Linked DNA regions of Triticum aestivum: region 2 is linked to region 1. Evidence: chromatin contacts called from public Hi-C data. All regions are on one chromosome and are shown on one strand. Each heading gives the region's core, a stretch centred on a gene start, on an enhancer-like site or on the middle of the called end of the contact. The rest is flanking DNA. Distances are from core to core; before and after follow the strand shown. Region 1 holds the start of LOC123043773 (cysteine-tryptophan domain-containing zinc finger protein 7). Region 2 holds the start of LOC123043775 (potassium transporter 7).

Region 1 (2,527 bases), core at 11-2,510:
GCAACCGCCGATCTCCGTGGTGGTCGCCGCCAAGCGCTGGGTTCCCTTGCAGGTTGCCACTGAGCTCCCTGTCCCCACTTTTTTTGTGGCGCGTGCGAACTTTTGCGGGAGCTGGCGATTTCGGGCAATATAGGAGCCGTAGCCTGTCAAAACATGGGAGGCAACTTTGCGTGGGAGCCAAAACGGCCTGGAATTGGCCTTTCGTTTTGAATACTGACTCGTTATCCATCCAAATGTCTGTATTGCTGCGAGTTGAATACCAAATCCATTTCCCGTGCCAGGGAGACATCCAAACACAACCTTTGAAAAATAAGATGGGAGAAGATTTTAATTTCAGAATAGAGGACCGGCTAGAGATGCTCCAAGTTTGGGGATGAGCTAGTTGACCAAAAATTTAATTTGCTAAAATGAGGAATTAAAGGATGAGAGATAGGATAGGGAATTAAAGATATATTTCTGAGCCAGAGATGCCCAACAAAATGCTATATTCGGACCTTTTGTTACCACAATCTTATTAAAAATTTGTGTGGGTGCAACTTTGTCTAACAAACGCATATGCTGTCTCTTTTCTAATACCCCAATTATCCTTTTTGCAAAAGATTTCAACACTCTCTTTTATAGTTTGTCAGCATCTCCAAGATAGAAAAAACAATCAGAGCACACGTGGTCTAACGCAAATATTCATATCCTAACCACACCAATGTTTATCCACCGCACCCAACCCGGGTAGCAAACCATCACTTGATTAGAAGGTGCTCTGTGGATGCGAACAAGTGAAGGCCATAGACAACTTGGTGACAAGGACATGCGATGCAAGGAAAGCAATCGTGGCGCAGGACGTCAAGTGGACCGGCATTTCTTCCTGCCTCTTTATTCCTTTCCTTTCTTCCCGGGAGTTGAGCATGCGGGAACCAAAACCATGTTTGGAACATGTCAAAATTATGGTCCCATCAAGCCTCTTTGCACATTACTCGTGAAAACAGGCCTCAAATGGTAGGAAATGCTCATGTCGTCCGCGTGAGAACGCTTGACGGAACCAGCGCATCCCGTAGGGGAAAGAATTGACGGCGAGCAAGTGAGAGATAACGGGATCCAGCCGCCTTCCCAAACGGGCGCATCCCCCGGGAGGGCGGGGAACATTCGAACGACCCGTGGAAAGGCCGCGGGCGGGGGGAGGAAAAGCCGGGGGTGGGAAGGGAAAAGAAAACCAGCGACGAGCAAACAGGCGCCCGCCCACCACCACCCACCAGCACCAGGTCGTCTACCACCAAACGGGGGGGAGAGAGAGAGAAGGCGGCAGCAGCAGCCAGCCGCAAGAAAGCTCTGTCGCGTGAGGCAATTAGTAAAAAAAAAAAAGTCCCTCGCGTGCGACGAAGGCTCGAGACGCCGGGCCGAGGCGACGAGGCGGACAGCGAGAGGCGGACCGAGGGGAGAGGAGAGGAGAGGAGAGGAGAGAAGGTGCGTGTGTGCGGGGGGCGAAGGGCTCGAATCTCGCGATCCCCAAATCCGGAGGGCGTCGGAGGCAGCCGATTCGGGCCGCTCCGGCGGCGGCGGCGGCGGCGGGGCTGCGATTCGGGGGGATTCGCCCGATCGGGGAGCTCGCGGGCGGGATTCGAGCTTGCGATTCGTGGGGCGAGCGAGGCGGGCGGGCGGGCGGAGCTGTGGGAGGTGGGCCCGAGCGGGGCGGTTGACCGGGCCTGTGTAGGTGGGGTGGGTGGATGCTGTCCGTGCGGAGGCGGCAGGAGGATGCTGGCGGCGCCGCCGGCATGGCGGACCACGCCGAGCTGGAGGAGGGGGAGGCCTACGGCGACGACATGCCCCCCTTCGACGACCCCGACGTCACCCTCGCTTACATTGTGAGTGGCCCTCCCTCCCCCAGCCCTCCCGCACCTCTCGTTTGCTTGCTTCATCACTGCAGCTTCCCTGCCCATTTCGGTACTACATGACTACCAGTAGATGTATTTAACGCACCTGCTTTTCTGGTGCAACGAAATGAGCTTGATCTGCCTAGGTAACGGATGCGCGCGCGCACGCGTTTGTTCGATTCTCCCGCTTTGCGGGCGTGAATGGTGCCGGTCTAGCCGTTGCCGCCGGCCGGCTCCGTTGGTGGATCAATTAAAGTTTGCCAGATTTGTCGCTGTAGTTCATGCGCTACTAGAAGTGGTCGCATTGGTGGATCAATTAAAGTTTGCGAGATTAGTCGCTGTAGTTCATGCGCTACTGGAAGCGGTCGCATTGATTGATCAATTACATTTTACGTTGTTTGTCGCTTTGGTCATGATGATGACGATGCTAAATAAGTAAGCACTTCTGTGACGCGTGCTGTTATATATGGAACTAAAGAAGCTAATCTCAGTCTGATGGGGTGTTGGTTTTTCGTTTACTAGAGGTAATTTGGATTTGGCCAGTCCCAGTCTCTAATTGAGACCAGACGGTAACTTCATAATTGTGCAAAGAAAAATCTGTGACATGGATCAACCCCTGACCCTCTAAGCTAAATCCGTGTCATTAGTTTTGACATCGCCAA
Region 2 (2,527 bases), core at 16-2,515, 540 kb before region 1:
ACTAGTACAAAGAGATCACTCACCCTCGCCATTATCGTCAGCACCCAAGACAATTATGACGTACTTTAGCAACGGAATGAGCGTCAAGGTCCAAAATATCAGTGAAAGCAATCCAAAGACGGTCGCCTCATCACTGTACTTGTCCAGTCCAGACAGTGCGCTTTTGAAGACATACAGAGGCGACGTACTCAGGTCTCCGTACACCACACCAAAGCTCTGAAACGCTAGTAGGGAAAGAGCTTTGTGATATTTCCACTGGCCCTGCGAAATGACAACCATCAGCACAGCAAGACCACGAACAACAACCACAAGAAACTGGTCGCTGACTTGGTGAACGTCTCTACTAAATTAGTACACAAAACAGACGGTCAATGCAATTGCAGTGATATGTCGATTTCCAGTGACCTTGGCCAAAATTGGATAAACCAACAGCTGATGAAACAGCTTTTGTTGTATGAAAGAATTTCCAATACAGTTTACACCTCTAGGGTGATTCCAAATTTCGAAAGTGAAGCTGTATGAACAGAGAACTGTGATGAGGATGATCATGCCTGTAAGAAGCTGAAAACGAAAAGGTCTATTCATGGTCAGCCTGACTACTCCGCCAACGAAACAGTTGACCCGATTCGATCACATGATACTGATGAACCCAATGTTCGAGAACCAAGCAAAATTGAACTTGTAATAAAACAACTACCCAGCCAATTATTTACCCAGAATAATTGCACAGCCGCACCATCCCGCATCCGGCGGCAATTTTCTCACCCCCGCTCCGAAGAAGCGAGATCGAAATCTCGCCGCCACCATCAAGTAAAACCCGAGCACAGCCGCCTTCCAAATCACCCTCGTCGTAATCCGAACTCCCGACGTGGCACAGAGACGGGTGGAGAGGAGCAGCAGAGCGGTTCGTTACCTGCGGCGCGGCGGCGGCGCCGATCTCCTCGTCCATTGGGGGCGCCCGCCCGCCACTGGAATCTCGCGGCGGCGGCTACTCGAAGCAGCAGCAGCGGCAGCAGGGGAAGCTGATGCTAGCTCCCCCGGGGCTAGCGCGGCGAGGCGGGAGGGCCTGGGAGAGCGACGGGGGTGGGGGTGGGGTGGGGTGGGAGGAGGAGGAGAGAAGCTTCCCCTCTCCCTCGTCTAGTTTTGTAGGCGGACGACGACGAGAGAAGAGCAGAGCTATCGACCGGGGGGAGGGGAGGGGAGAGCCGCGAGCGCTTGGGCCTGGTGCCTGCCTGCTCACGTCGCCGTCTGGAGGACGACGCGTAGGAGCAGCGTGGGCGGGCGGCGGCGCCGTGGGGTTCGCGGGGCGGGAGGCCGCTGGCGGGTGGGCCCGTCAGGGGAGGCGGGCTGGCGTGTGGGTCAGTGGAGGCGGGCTCGCACGTGCGGCGGGCGTGCACGGCAGGTGGAAAGGGATGGGATCTACTACTGCTGCCAGCGGGCGTGTGGCGCGGTTGCTGTTATTCCGTGGGCGATTTGCTCGTGCTTTCTTATCTCAACAAGAAAAAAATCGTCCGTCTGCAATTTCTAAAACAAAGAAGGGTCGTCAGTTTCTCAAGAGAAGAGAACACCGTGCACAACACGCAGATGCGCGCAAACGTGCTCACGCGGAGTTTGTTTTGTTTTTCGACAGCACCACGCGGAGTTTGTTGAAAAGTGAAATAGAAACCAAGTCACTATGTTGAAATTGGAGTCAACTCAGCTCAATGTAATTTTGCGGAAGCAAATATACCATCTCGTCACGGAGGTAGTCGTCCCGCGCCCACTGTAGGGCGTCCTCGTCGGAGAAGCCACGCCGAGTTATCTCCTCGTACTCCGGCGGGAGGCCGGGCTTCGGCTTGGGATCGACGAGAACGAAGCGGCCGGAGGGGGGTGGAGTCGCCGATGCGGACGCCGGAGCTGCGGGTGCGCGCGCTGACAGGCGTGTCCTGGGGCTCCGGCTTGACGCGGCGGAGGCAGGGAGAGCCGGATGAACGGTCGGACGAGGAGGAGGATGCCCCGGGACGCTCCATGCGCCTCGGGTCCACGAGCTCCCACGCCGGCGAGAGAAGGACGGGGGAGCAGGGTACTCGAGGCGCGGCGTGTTGCCGCCCTCGATGTACTCGAGGACGGCCTCCAACGTGCGGCCGGGCACGCCCCACCACCGGCGCCGGCCCTCGGAGTTGAGCCTGCCGGAGGGCTCGACGCCGTTCGTCGCCTCGAGCTGTTCGGCGTGGCGGCGGCGGAAGTAGGGCTCCCAGAGCGGGCTGTCGGGGGTGTACCGCGGGCCTTCCCTCGCCACCCGCGGCAGGGACGCGCGGATACGTGCGATCTCTGCACGCCGCGCCACCCCGGTGGGCGGTGGTGGCACCGGCACGCCGCCGGCGCTGATCCTCCATGCCCCGGGCACCCGCATGTCCGGCGGGACCGGGTACTCGGCCTCGAAAAGGAGGCGAGCCTCGTCCTCGTGAAGATGGCGGCGGCCGAAGCCGTTCGCCGCCGCGCCGTCGCTTGGGAAGCGCTCGGCCATTCTTCTGAACTGGTGAAAGGA

Evidence for each region. A called contact is a pair of places that touch in the nucleus more often than the background predicts.
Region 2: a contact with region 1 is called in a Hi-C map of leaf, with 3 times the contacts expected there. The contact joins the promoter of LOC123043775 here to the promoter of LOC123043773 in region 1. A contact is called at or near these places in 2 of 5 Hi-C or Micro-C datasets (both in leaf).

Annotation. Positions count from the first base shown.
Region 1 is chr2B:110,041,163-110,043,689 of IWGSC CS RefSeq v2.1, reverse strand. It overlaps LOC123043773 (cysteine-tryptophan domain-containing zinc finger protein 7), which reads left to right and starts at 1,260. Exons shown (of 13, transcript XM_044466346.1): 1 at 1,260-1,856. The coding sequence starts at 1,719.
Region 2 is chr2B:110,583,234-110,585,760 of IWGSC CS RefSeq v2.1, reverse strand. It overlaps LOC123043775 (potassium transporter 7), which reads right to left and starts at 1,265. Exons shown (of 9, transcript XM_044466348.1): 1 at 914-1,265; 2 at 24-261. The coding sequence starts at 949.